2 separate regions of the Ovis aries genome follow, and region 2 is linked to region 1. Evidence: chromatin contacts called from public Hi-C data. All regions are on one chromosome and are shown on one strand. Each heading gives the region's core, a stretch centred on a gene start, on an enhancer-like site or on the middle of the called end of the contact. The rest is flanking DNA. Distances are from core to core; before and after follow the strand shown.

Region 1 (7,605 bases), core at 2,144-4,643:
TCCAACACTACAGTTCAAAAGCATCAATTATTCTGTGTTCAGCCCTCCTTATAGTCCAACACTCACATTTATATATGACCACTGGAAAAACCATAGCCTTGAATAGACAGACCTTTGTTGACAAAGTAATGTCTCTGCTTTTTATTATGCTGTCTGTACTCCAAGGCCAAATTTGCCTGTTACTCCAGGTATGTCTTGACTTCCTACTTTTGCATTCCAGTCCCCTAGAATGAAAAGGATATCTTTTAGGGGTGTTAGTTCTAAAAGGTCTTTTAGGTCTTCATAGACCCATTCAACTTCAGCTTCTTCAGTATTACTGGTCTGGGCATAGACTTGGATTACCATGATATTGAATGGTTTGCCTTGGAAATGAACAGAGATCATTCTGTCATTTTTGAGATTGCATCCAAGTACTGCATTTCAGACTCTTTTGTTGACTATGATGGTTCTAAGGGATTCCTGCCCAAAGTAGTAGATATAATGGTCATCTCAGTTAAATTCACCCATTCCAGTCCATCTTAGTTCGCTGATTCCTAGAATGTCGATGTTCACTCTTGCCCTCTCCTGTTTCACCACTTCCAGTTTGCCTTGATTCATGGACCTGACATTCCAGATCCTATGTAATATTGCTCTTTATAGTACTGGGACCTTGCTTCCATCACCAATCACATCCACAACTGGGTACTGTTTTTGCTTTGGCTCCATCCCTTCGTTCTTTCTGGAGTTATTTCTCCACTGATCTCCAGTAGCATGTTGGGCAGCTACCGACCTGGAGAGTTCATCTTTCAGTGTCCGATCTTTTTGCCTTTTCATAATGTTCATGGGAAGGTTAGTAGGCAGGTCTAATTAGTCAAGAAAAGGCCTCATGAGTTTAGCTCCTACCTGCCACCACAAGACCTCTGAAGAGGTCAGAACTAGCTCATGATTTTTCCAGAGCATTAAAAATGCTTGTGTTGGGGTTTTTACTGCTTTATTTAACAAACATTTTAAAAACACAGAGTACTGAAAAAAAAAAAAAAAACCAGACTGAATGATAAGAAGTCGTTCATTCTGGGATCAGAATGCAGAGATTTTAGGCTGAGGAGACAGCAAATGCAAAAACAAATTTGGAGTGTATGATGGTTTGTTTTATGTATCAGCTTGGCTAGGCTGTAGTCAGACAGTAGTCTAGAGGTTGCAGTGAAGGTATTTGGTAAACATGATTAACTTCTACAATCAGATAACTTTAAGTAAGGGAGATTGCCCGAAAATATGAGTACATATCATCCAATTTTAAGGCCTTAAGAGCAAAAAAAAGGTTTCCCAGGAAAGGAGAGAAATTTTGCCTCAAGACTACAGTATTAACTTCTGCTTAAATGTCCAGCTTTCCCTGTGAATTTCAAACCAGTCAGTTTCACAATTGTATGAGCCAATTCCTTAAACTATATATGAGTGATTCAGAGAGAGAGAGATGTTTCTGTATCCATATGGACATACACATTCCATCCCAGTATCTGCTTCTGAAGAACCCAGCCTGCAATAATTACTGCCAAGATATAGTATATCCTATTGATGCTGTTTCTCTGGAGAATGTGACTGATACAGAGCTCTGGTTTGAGGAACAGAAAGAAGGCCATTGTTACTGGAGCACAATGACAGTGGTGGTAGTGGGGATGGCTTGGTGGGAGAGTGACACGTGAGGAGGACAGAGATGAGGGGTGGCCAGGTTATCTCAGGGCTTGTAGGCTCCCCAAAACAGGAATCCACAGAACAGATGCTGAACAACAGCTTAAGTGAGAAAAGAAATCAAATTTTTATGGTTCTGAAAACTAAATTAAGTTTCTCGCTTATCAGATTGGTAAATATTCCAAAGATTGGCAGCCCCCTGTGTTGGTGAGGCTGTGTGAAAAGGAGCCTCTTAGATATCTCGGGTGGGAGGGAAAGGGGCATAACCCCTATGGAGGGGGGAATGTGAGAATAGCTAACAGGACTGCACATGTGTTTATCACTGCATCAAGCACTCCCAGCTGAGGGAATTTAGCCTGAAGTTGCACCTCCATAAAGATGAAAGACATAAATTATTGGCAGCATCCTCTGTAATAACAAAATATTGGAAGCAACCTAAATGTCTATCCATAGAAGATCAGTTAATAAACTAGTACCTGCACACAGTAGAGTTTTACAGAGCTGTTTTTAAAAAGGATAATTTCTATATATTGATAGACTGATTTATAATTTTGTTAAGAAAAACAAGGGGCAAATGAATATTGATAGAATGCTAAGAAGAAAGAGGAAGTAAAAGATCGTGTGTTCACGCAAGTGTGTGTGTGTGTGTGTGTGTGTGTGTGTTTATTTTTGAAAAAAAAAAAAAAAAGAGGCAAAAAGTGCAGACACTCAGATACATATCAGAATTATCCTGGAATTTTTTGAAAAATACAAATGCCCAGGTGTGGCTTTTTTCCTGCAAACTCCAGGTGTGTTTCTGATGAGCAGCCATGTTTAAAAACAACTGGACTATATGAGGATCTTTTCATTTTACTTAGTTTGTTTCACTTTTTGAATTTCATATTCAGTGACCCCCCCGCCTTTCGTTAGCTGTTTTCCAATTTCTCCATCTCTTCTTTTTTTTAAAACAATGTTCTTTCTCAAGACTTTATCAAGTGTAGTAGAAAAGCCTTCATATACATATACATAGTATGTATAATATAATATATATTTTAGAAAATTTATGAATTTTTGCCTAGCTGAAAAATTTATGACATTTCATTCCACTTGTTTGACTTAGTATGAAGAGAATGCTAGATTTCTAACTAAAAATTAGATGTGCAAAAAGCAACAAAGGTATACTGTATAGCACAGGGAACTGTAGTCAGTATCCTATAATAACCTATAATGGAAATAATCTGAAAAGTAATATATGTGCATATGTATAACTGAATCACCTTGCTGTGCACCTGAAACATTGTAAGTCAACTATACTTCAATAAAATATATATTAAGAAAAAAATAAAGCCCTTCTTAGACCAAAAAAAAAAGAATTTGAATACAATATAATTTACCATTTGCTTATTTGTCTTAACCATTGTATTATATGTATTTATATTATGAATAAAAGCACTTTAAACATGAAAAAAATGCAGGAACTAAGAAAATGTTTTTTATGTAGTCAAATGGACAGAAACAAGAATAAGACTTCCCTCAGTACAAATTTTTACATGAGTTAAATTTTTACCTTATGTAAATATTTTAAATAATCCCAATCATAAAATTAAAACAATGTATAAATACTAAAATGTGCCACCCATATCCTCTTTCAAGGAAGCTACCCAGCCTGGGGAGAATGCAGACAGTAGAAGGTCTCCAGCTGTCAGCTCCTTCAGGGTTTGCCTCAGCAGCAGCAGAACAGCCTCCTGCAAGGTCACACCCTTCCTGGGGTGACCACATCCTGTCATGAGCCAGGCTAGGGCTCAAAGGCCCAGAACTCCCCTCCAGATTGTCTGAGGCTTTGTTTGGCTTGCATCACATTTTGTCTTCTCCCTTTTGCTAAATCTTATTCCCTCTCCCTTCTTTTCACAAGTATTGATCTCTAATAAACACCTTGCATCCCAAACTCCATCTCCATCTTATGTCTCCAGCACTGGCAGGCAGGTTTCCCAAGAATCCAGACTGCTATAGTTGCAGCCAAGAGCTGGATTATTCACCACCTGGCTGGTCTTGAGGACCCCTTTACTGGTGGCAGGTGGAGCACAGCAGACCCTGGCACAAGGCAGCGGTCCAATTGTTTACTGGTAATGAGTTGAAAAGGTGTACCAGTAAAAGGAAATGCACTAACAAGCGGGTGCTCTGTGTCTACTCTCTGAGAAGCATACAGGAAGTAGTAGCTCTAATATGAATTTATGGTTACCAGGAGGGAAGGGTGGAGGAAAGGGATAGTTAGGGAGTCTGGGATTGACATGTGCACACTGCTATATTTAATGTGGATAACCAACAAAGTCCTACTGTATAGCACAGGGAACTCTGCTCAATGTTATACCACAGCCTGGATGGGAGGGGAGTTTGGGGGAGAGTGTGTGTGTGTGTGTGTGTGTGTGTTAGTCATTCAGTCGTGTCTGACTCTTTGTGAGCCCATTGACTGTAGCCCACCAGGCTCCTCTGTCCACAGAATTCTCCAGGCAGGAAGACTGAAGTGGGTTGCCATTTCCTTCTCCAGGGAATCTTCCTGACCCAGAGATTGAACCCACATCTTTATGTCTCCAGCACTGGCAGACAGGTTCTTTACCACTAGCACCACCTGGGAAGCCCCCATTTGGGGGAGAATGGATTCACATATATGTGTGGTTGAGTCCCTTTGCTGTCTACCTGAAACTATCACAACATTGTTAACTGGCTATACTCTAATATAAAATAAAAAATTAAAAAAATAGTAGCTTTGAGGATTGCAGTATTGGGTGGTATTGCTAAGTTCCACTGATGCCCTACAGAAAATTGAGAGCCAGGTAGCAGACAATTAAAAAGAACTCTGGAAGCCAAAAGGCCTTTTTGTTTACATACAAATAATCTCAACTCCTTCAGCAGGAGAGCCGAGAAAGTTGAGGCTCAAGATCAGACATTATGGTCTAAGTGGCTGAATTTCAGAGAAATTTAATGTCCAACAATAGTAGTCTATTGCACTAAGGTAAGGCCTCTGATGGGGAAAACTTCAGCAACTCTTGGATAGAGGCATCTGAAACAATGATTCCAAAGAGCTGGACTCCTCATACTCCCCTGAAACTTCTGAGTCTATAGCAATGTCCTGGTCCTCCCTGTTGAAAACTAGCGATGCACCCACACTGGAAGAAGTTTTGGAGTCCTCTCTGCACCAGTCAGAAAGCACCCCTCTCACAATCTGCCCCGTCTCCCCTCTGCCCTGTTGTTCAGTCGCTCAGTCATGTCCAACTCTTTGTTGGATGCCAGACTTGCCAGACTTCCCTGACTTTTGCCATCTCCCAGAGCTTGCTCAAACTCATGTCCATTGAGTTGGTGATGCTATTCAACCATCTTGTCCTCTGTCATCCCCTTTTTTCCTCCTGCCTTCAATCTTTCCCAGCATCAGGGTCTTTTCCAATGAGTTGGCTATTTGTATCACATGGCCAAAGTATTTGAGCTTCAGCTTCAGGATCAGTCCTTGCAATGAATATTCAGAGTTGATTTCCTTTAGGATGGACTGGATGGATTTCCTGGCAGTCCAAGGGACTCTTCAGAGTCTTCTCAAGCACCACAGTTCTAAAGCATCAGTTCTTTGGCATTCAGTCTTCTTTATGGTTCAACTTTCACATCCATACATGACTACTGGAAAAACCGTAGTTTTGACTATATTGACATTTGGTTGGCAAAATAATGTCTTTGCTTTTTAATATGCTGTCTAGGTTGGTCGTAGCATTTCTTCCAAGGAGCAAGCGTCTTTTAATTTCATGGCTGCAGTCACCATCTGCAGTGATTTTGGAGCCCAAGAAAATAAAGTCTGTCACCATCCATTTGCCACGAAGGGATGGGACCATATGCCATGATCTTAGCTTTTTGAATGTTGAGTTGTAAGTCAGTTTTTTCACTCTCTTCTTTCATTTTCATCAAGAGGCTCTTTAGTTCCTATTCACTTTCTGCCATAAGGGTGGTGTCATCTGCATATCTGAGGTTATTGATATTTCTCCTGACAATCTTGATTTCAGCTTGTGCTTCATCCAGCCCAGTGTTTCTCATAATGTATTCTGCATATAAGTTAAATAAGCAGGGTGACAGTATACAGCCCTGATGGACTCCTTTCCCAATTTGGAACCAGTCTGTTGCTCCATGTCTGGTTCTAAATGTTGCCCCTTGACCTGCATACACATTTCACAGGAGGCAGGTCAGGTGGTCTGGTATTCCCTTCTCTTAAAGAATTTTCCACAGTGTATTGTGATCCACACAGTCAAAGACTTTGGCATAGTCAATAAAGCAGAAGTAGATATTATTTCTGGAATTCCCTTGCTTTCTATATAATCCAACAGATGTTGGCAATTTGATCTCTGGTTCCTCTGCATTTTCTAAATCTAGCTTGAACATCTTGACATGCTCGGTTCATGCACTGTTGCAGCCTGGCTTGGTGAATTTTGAGTATTACTTTGCTAGCATGTGAAATGAGTGCAATTGTGTGGTAGTTAGGGTTAAGTCACAAAACAACACAGTTGGGACTGATCTGGGCCTGATCATGGAGGATAAAAATCATACCTTAAAGGAGCTGCTAAACTATGGTAGTAGGTATTAGGAGCTTAGAGATTATTTTTTTAAGATCTAACACTTAAAAAATTTTTTTAATTTCAGAAATTTTGTTATAATTTTAAAGATAGGTATTACATTTGGGGTAAAATGTTTCCCTCTAAAATTTTTTTTATTGTAGTATAGTTCCTTTTCAATGTCGTGTTAGTTTCTACTGTACTGCAAAGTGAATCAGCTATAAGTATACACATATCCCCTCTTTTTGGATTTCCTTCCCATTTAATTCACCACAGAACATTGAGTAGAGTCCCCTGTGCTATACAACAGGTTCTTATTAGTTATCTATTTTCTACATAGTATCAATAGTGTATATATGTCAATCTCAGTCTCTCAGTTCATCCCATACCCTCCTTCCCCACTTGGTATCCATATATTTGTTCTCTATATATGTGTCTTTATTTCTGCTTTGTAAATGAGATTCTCTATACCAATTTTTTTCATATGTAGAGATGTGCATGGACCTAGAGATTTTCAGGCAGAGTGAAGTAAGTCAGAAATCAAACAATGAATATTATATATTAATGCATATATGTAGAATCTAATAATATGTATTGACTGGATTCTGAGGGTCCTGATCAAAGGAAATGTTTATTGACTAAGGAGCATTTCTACTAAGATGCAGCATTTAATAGTTTTGCAAAGGGCCCAGGAGATGGTGTGAACTTGCTTCTGAAATGTCTCCTAGAGGCATGGATAAAGCCTGTCAGTATGACATCCATATCATGGCCCACACTGAACAGACTTGAAATGCCACAGTTTCCCTGGTAGACAGCAGAGGAAAGGATTTGAAAGATTAGGGGAGTGAGCATGTGGATGGATACAGCATGATGATAAGATTTGGCAGATGATTACTTTTCACAGGAAGGCCCAGGGAATGTATTATTTACTAAGGCTATGAGAATTAACTTGGCTCACTGACAGAAATGAGGATGATAGAATCTCAAAATAACAGAAGGCAGAGGGTGGCACTTAAGAGCCAGAAGCTAAAGGACAACAATTATTATAGTGATGAGCAAAATCAGATTGGAAGCCAAGAGGTCTGATACAGAAAAAAATACAGAGATTATTAATAGTATACAGCATCCCCAAGGGTAAAGTCAATGGGTAGCCATCATGGAAGCTGTTTTACTTATATCAGCAGAAATGAAGAACACATGACCAGGGGGTGAGAAATATGATTCCTTGCATAGTTCTTCACCTGAGTGAGGTTTCAGATGAAAAACTCATTGACTAAAAGTTGGCAGTGGGAGGGAGCCTGTAACACCACGCCAAATACACATGGTGATGATTTCTTCAGTCCTCCCCTGGAGAGATTTATAGCCATTTGTATAGGTA
Region 2 (6,940 bases), core at 3,438-5,937, 170 kb before region 1:
TCCTCATTTGCCAAATGATAAAACCTGCTTTAAAGAGGTGTGATTCAAGTTAATTCATATAAATGACAGCATGAGGTATTACATAAATACAAATTACAGCTTTTATTATGACAAATTTTTGGCAGCACGTCTTCAAGAAAAACTAAACAGAATCTTTTCTTCTTTTTTTTTTAAGTATGTTCATTGCTTTTCTTTTTTTTTTTTTTTTTTTTTGGTCTAGCTGCTTGCAAGTCTTAGTTCTCAGACCAGGAATTTAACTAGGGCCACAGCAATGAAAGCACTGAGTCCTAACCACTGGACCACCAAGAAATTCCCCACAATCTTCTCTTGCAGAAGCCTTTTCTCTTAAAGATAATGGTGCTGAGAAATCTAATGGTTTCGTGCATGTACAAAAAAGTGTAAAGTGTAAGGGATGAGTCTTCTTACTAAACGTAGACTCACAAAGTTTCTCTCTCTCTCTCTCTCTCTTTTTTTTTTTAATTGGCCAAGCTATTCAGCTTGTTCCCCAACTAGGTACCGAACACTGGCCCTTGACAGTAAATCCTAACCACTGGGCCGCTAGGTAATTCCCACAAAGTTTCTCTCTTGATTTACCAAGTGTTCGCCAACTGTGGGTCAATTCTTCCCTTTTCATTTTACTTTTAAACTTTTTATTTTATATTGGAGGATAGCTGATTAACAATAGCTGTGATAGTTTCAGGTGGACAACAAAGGACCTTAACCTTACTATTCTTCCCTTTTCCTGAAACTCTCTCTCGGCAGCCTTGCTTTTGTACCACCTGCTGCTTCATCTTTTTCTGTGTCTTTTGCTTGCTACTCTTTCTTTTTGCCCCTCTAAACAAAGAAATTTCCCTCAGAAAACTAACTCAGGCTTCCTTTGTTTTTCTCTTTGCACTCCTTCCTTGGGCAATATCATGAATTTACACAACTTGAAACCAATTCCCATCAGACAGCAGACCCTCAAATTCTCTCAAGCTTTAAACTTGCATTCCTTTCTTCCTGTTTGATATGTATTTGAAAATTATCTGAAAAGTCAGATCATTTAGTTTCTTTTTTTTCAACAATGACATCATGATCTTATTCATCCACATCAAAATCACAAAGTCACCTCTGACCCTGCTTTCTCTTTAAATGCCTCATGGATGGGCAAATTCCCATAGATTCTTTCTGGGTATCCCCGCTTCCTATCTCTCCCCATTCCATCCCACCAGTCCTACACTATCACAGATCCTAATCTCAGCCTGGAAAGCTACAGTAGTTTTTTAAGGTATTTACTTACATTCTGCCAATTGCCACTTCAATCCATCCCCTTCTCAGAGTGACTTGGATCAAACCTTTGCTGCTCTGAAGCAATCAATGACTCCCTATTGCCTCTCCTTGACATACAAGATCCTGTACATGAATGCCCCAAACTAACACATCCAGCTAAATCTCACTGCTCTCTTTCACACAATCTATGTTTCAATAAAACTTAATATTCCCTGGACATCCGGGGCACTTTGGAATAGGGGTGGAGTGGGGTAGAGTGCTTGAATTAACTGCCCACTCTCTTTCTGCCTCTGATCTTATTTACCTTTTCAGGCTCATAAAAGGTTTTCTTGATTTCTCCATAATCTTATGTTGTCCATTTCCTCTTGGCACTTGACTCTGCAGAGCTCTCTCCTTGTATGTATGTATTTATGCGCTCATTCTACTCTAATAGCATAATTATTTATCCCGGCTTCATTTACACCTCTCCCTTACGAGATTTTAAACTCCTTGAGTGCAGTAAAGTTGTCATACTCATCTTTGTGGCTTGCTGTACCTAGTCTGAACTTTGCACATGTAAATGTTTAAGGAATGTCTTCAGATTAAAACTCACAAGAACTGACTTCAAATGCTTTTGGAGTTCATTAAATATTTTTTAAAACTTTCAGACTGAATTAATCATGCAAACAGTATACTCCTTGATCCTAGGTTTGCAAACAATTGGGAAAAGGGAAGTCTTGGCTTGAATCAATGGCTCTATCAAGAGTTTTATCAAAGGATAATTTTTTAAAAAAAAAATTCTTGCTAGTGATATAGCAGATGACACTATTCCCCCTGATTCAGTCTATTTAAAATTCCCAAATGGAATACTGGAGCATGGAGCAGTGAAATGAGCAAAAGGGTTATGTCAAGGAATCTTTTTGGTAAAAGTGGGAGTCTACCCTCAGCATCCCTCTGACTGTTAAATTTGGCTGTTCTATTCTGGTCATTCTGAAAATGACCCTGGGGCTTTGACAGACTGGATATCCGTCTCCAATTCCGTCCTGGGGCTGTGTTCACTGTCTGAGCTATTAAACTGTGGCCATATTCCACTCAAAGTTGGAATAAACAGATAATCTCTGCTACAAATATCAAGTTAGTCTCTGCTATTACCAAGTTACAGGCCTGGAAAAAACATGAAGAGCTTGCGGCTCTACCTTCAGAAGGAACGTATATTAATACGTATCTCCGTCACATGACAGTCTTTTCAGCCGCTTTACAAAGTAAATATACAACATTTACCTGTTGAGTTATGTAAAGTCAGCAGATAGCCAAGAAAGATGTTCTATTATCAGTTAGACCGCAAGTCTACATTAGAATTTGTCCTAGCGCTTTGTGTGATTGACCTCAAACTTCAAAAAGCAAAGTGTGTAATCTTTGCTTCGCCCTACTTTCTCAGATAAGCGCGCTCTGGTGTCCCATTTAGTGTGGATTTAAGACAAAAGAAAAATAATTAAAGAATCAAGAAACTGAGTTGGGTTCTAAAAACCAGACTGGCAAAAGGGAATATGGACAATGTCTTAAAACCTTAGGGAGGTGGGGAACAGAGCTGGCCGGGGCTTTAATCTCAAAGAACCTACCTTCCCTCCATTTCCTGGGCCATTTCCACTCCAGGCTAATCTTCAGCAATAACTGAACCACGTTGGGATGCGTCGCTCATTTAAAATCAGAAACCTTTCCCAGCCACTGAGTTCTCCTTTTAATTAGGCCGGTCCAGCCGAGTTAGGAGCGGACACTGACCAGCTCAGCCTTGCACACTATCCTGCCGGGTCGAGGTCGCCCCACAGGCTTCACACCGTAGCTGTGTGCAGCTCGCGGGCAGCAGGGGGCGCTGCGGAACCTCCGTCCCTTGCCCGGAGAACCCCTTCCCCGGCCCAAGTGGTTAGTGCCGCCCGCAAAGACTGGCCCCAAGGTCTCTACCTATCTGTGCGCTCTTCCTAAAAAGACAGTAAACCCTGCTAAACGTCCAAGGTACGTGACAAAAGAAACAGAGAGCATGCACCCTAGAAAACTAACCAGTCTCTTCATCCTCTCTGCGTCTCAGAGAGGCTGTTTCCAAGATTTGGAAATTAAGAAAAGTTGTTCTTGCTCAGGCATTAAAGCGCGGACCTCTACCTTCCTTTAAAAAAGGAACAGTTACTGACCCTGAGCCTCCTGGGAACTCCAACCAAGTAGCTCTAAGGCGGTTCCCGCGGCGCCCCGCGCTCACTCTCCCCCGGGAGACCCGCCGGCTTCGGCTCCAGGTTAGCCCCGACTGTGAATGGACGGTCGGGAAAAAAGGCGTCCGGGCAGACCTTCCACCCACACACTCTGTACCACACACCGTCCGCTCCCTTCTCCCCACGGCCGGAAGCGTCGGAAGAGACTCAGGTTCCCGGGGTGGCTCCACGCTGAACGCCGGGGCCTAAGCACACCGTCCCCTTCTCTGACCTGCCGGGGGCAGTTCGGGGACCCCGGGGAACATTTTCCGCGAGGCCCCCAGCCCACTGGCGGCTGTGCGCGCATCCTCGCTTGGAGGAGAGCGGGCGTCTGCTTACTGGACAGCGTGTCTGGCGTCCGTTGTTTCCATCCGCGGGGCTGGTCCGTGCGCTGGAGCCGGGACAGAGACCCCAGCCACGCCTTCGGGCGTCCCCGGAGTCCCTCCACAGAGCAGGACCAAGAGAGGCGAGACCCCAGCTTAGGTCTACCGCCCACCCGAGTTGCCCCGAATAGGACTGCCACGGAGGGTGGACTTTGGCGGTCCGGGGCACAGCGCGGGGCTGCCGGGGCGCGCCTGCCCGCCCCCCCCGCCCGAGGCACGGGCCGCGGGCCAGCCTGGTACTCACATGTCGGGCCCCGGCGAGAAGGGCGGCGGGCAGTAGGCGCGCGGTCCCCGCTGCGGGGGCGCCGAGCGCGGCTCTAGTCCCCCGTTGACGCCCCTCCAGCCCCGCCGGCGGCGCTGCGGCTCCGCGCCTTCGTCCTCGCCCTCCTCCTCCTCCTCCTCCGGCGCGGGGAAGGTCACCCTCGCTTGCTCCTTGCACTTCCTGACCTTGCTGGACATCGCGCCGGCCGCGGTCCGAGCGCGAGGATGCCGGCCGCCGGCCTCGGTCTCCACCGCCGCCGAGGCGCGTTCTCCCCGCGGCGCCTTTTCCCCACCTCCAGCGGGCCCCGGGCGGCCCCGGGCGGGGAGGCAGGAAGAGAGACCCGCGCAGCCGAAGACCGAGCAGTTAGAGGCGGGAACCAAAGCCGGGTCGCCGGCGCGCACCTTCAAACCGCGGGGGCAGCAGCCGCGCCCGTGGCCGCGAGGAGGAAGCTCTGGGCCGAGCGGGGCGCGAGTGCTGGGAAACGCTCTCCTGCCCCGCGGCGCCTGCGGCTGCGGTGCCTCCGCGCCCGTCTCCTGTCTCCGACAGCATCACTTGCTAGGACAGTACCGCGGCTGAGGGCGAAGGAAGAGAGGGGGAGGGAGGAAGGGAGGGAGGGAGAGGAGGGGAAGAATCAATTCCTTATCAGACAGCGAGAACTGGAGAGGAAAGCCGACATCAGCAGGCAGGGCATAAAGAAATCAGAGAAACTTCCCTCCCTAATCTCTCCTTTCTCTCCCAAAAGAGCCCTGTTCCCTTTAGACATACAGGTTTCCCAAGGAAGGGGGAAAGGAAATAGTCTGGCTTGTTAATTTTCCTGCAATTGTATTTACCCTAGTCAGCTTTATATTTCTTTGAAGAGGCACATTTGTTCGTTGTGTTATTCACTCTAAAACTTAGTTGAACCTACTGAGGTTTTAGTACATTCCCCTGAGTGCTAAGAATGGTAATGTTTTAATCGTGCAGAATGCTTCAGGTAAGTTTTTTGTTTGTTTGTTTTTTAATGAATCTCAAAACATCTAACAAGATTTATATACTTTCCAAGAAATATTTTCTGAAAAAATTAAAAGTATCCTTTTTAAAACGTAAAAATTGCCTTTAAAAAGATTCAAGAACAGTATTTCTTCTGGGAGAAAAAGCCTCATGGGATTTTAGGCAGAAGGAATTTTAAGGATCAAGAAATTTATCCCTTTAGAAATAAGAAATATTATTTTAGAATATTATTAGAATTATATAAAATTAATATTACTAATTATTATATATAATTAATATTATTAAATAATATAGAAGAGTATTATTTTAGAACTAAGAAAACTGAGCCCTAGTGAGACTGAGTAAACTACTCAAGATAGGTAATAGAAAACTCAGAGCTAGGCAAGTGTATTTTCCAAAGCTTTCTAGTGCCTCAAATAAACACTTTCCAGCAAGTCCAACTTAGAAGAATCACAAATGTACCAGATATGCTATGATGAAATAAGATACTCATTTTTACCTGTATCCAATTACACTATATTTTTTAAAGAAAGCTTATTCTCAAATTTAAACAAAATACAAGGAAATTTAGCTCTTTTGAATTATAGTCTTAAAAAGTAGATAATATATTGTGTGTTTTATTAAGATGATAACGTCTGTATGTTTAAGGAAGCAATGGTATTTATATTTATTTATACATCTGGTACAGAAAAAATAAATACTGCCTAGTGTCTTACAGTTGGAAGCACCTTTCCCATACTAGCACATATAGAAGTAGAAGTGTTAAAATCGTCATAGTGCAAGTTTTTAGACCCCTGCAGTATTTCTAAAGCAGGACTGCTTTCTGCACCGCCAAACCACTGCTTCAGTTAAGGCTTTATCATCCTCCCTGCCATCCAGTATTTCTGCAGCCCACCTTTTCCCCAAACCATTTCATTCTCCAGGCTACTAGAGAGATCATGCTCAGAACAAGTCTGATCATGACTTTTCACTGTAAAAATCTCTGGTGGCTTCCCACTGCTTTCAGGTTAAAATCCAAATTTGGCATACCCAACTCTTTGTTCAGTTCAGTTCAGTTCAGTTCAGTCGCTCAGTCGTGTCCGACTCTTTGCAACCCCATGAATTGCAGCTCGCCAGGCCTCCCTGTCCATCACCAACTTCCAGAGTTCACTCAGACTCACGTCCATCAAGTCAGTGATGCCATCCAGACATCTCATCCTCTGTCGTCCCCCTCTCCTCCTGCCCCCAATCCCTCCCAGCATCAGAGTCTTTTCCAGTGAGTCAACTCTTCGCATGAGGTGGCCAAAGTATTGGAGTTTCAGCTTTAGCATCAGTCCTTCCACAGAAATCCCAGGGCTGATTTCCTTCAGAATGGACTGGTTGGATCTCCTTGCCATCCAAGGGATTCTCAAGAGTCTTCTCCAACACCACAGTTCAAAAGCATCAATTCTTCAGCGCTCATCTTTCTTCACAGTCCAACTCTCACATCCATACATGACCACTGGAAAAACCATAGCCTTGGCTAGACGGACTTTTGTTGGCAAAGTGATGTTTCTGCTTTTGAATATGCTATCTAGGTTGGTCCTAACAAGGAGTAAGCGTCTTTTAATTTCATGGCTGCAGTCACCATCTGCAGTGATTTTGGAGCCCCCCAAAATAAAGTCTGACACTGTTTCCGCTGTTACCCCAACTATTTCCCATGAAGTGATGGGACTGGATGCCATGATCTTCGTTTTCTGAATGTTGAGCTTTAAGCCAACTTTTTCGTTCTCCTCTTTCACTTTCATCAAGAGGCTTTTTAGTTCCTCTTCACTTTCTGCCATAAGGGTGGTGTCATCTGC

What was found. Hi-C and Micro-C count contacts between places; a contact is called where the count stands out from the background.
Region 2: a Hi-C map of blood shows a contact between it and region 1, with 3 times the contacts expected there. The contact joins the promoter of TRPC3 here to the enhancer-like site in region 1. A contact is called at or near these places in 3 of 16 Hi-C or Micro-C datasets (all in blood).

The regions. Positions count from the first base shown.
Region 1 is chr17:35,755,384-35,762,988 of ARS-UI_Ramb_v3.0, reverse strand. No RefSeq gene overlaps it. Among named protein-coding and RNA genes, the nearest start is that of BLTP1, 22 kb to the right of the region's middle. Within about 2 kb of position 3,393, at least 10 of the 54 cell types and tissues checked have an H3K27ac peak or open chromatin away from gene starts, as enhancers often do.
Region 2 is chr17:35,930,884-35,937,823 of ARS-UI_Ramb_v3.0, reverse strand. TRPC3 (transient receptor potential cation channel subfamily C member 3) reads right to left here and starts at 4,687. Exons shown (of 11, transcript XM_060401074.1): 1 at 4,113-4,687. The coding sequence starts at 4,327.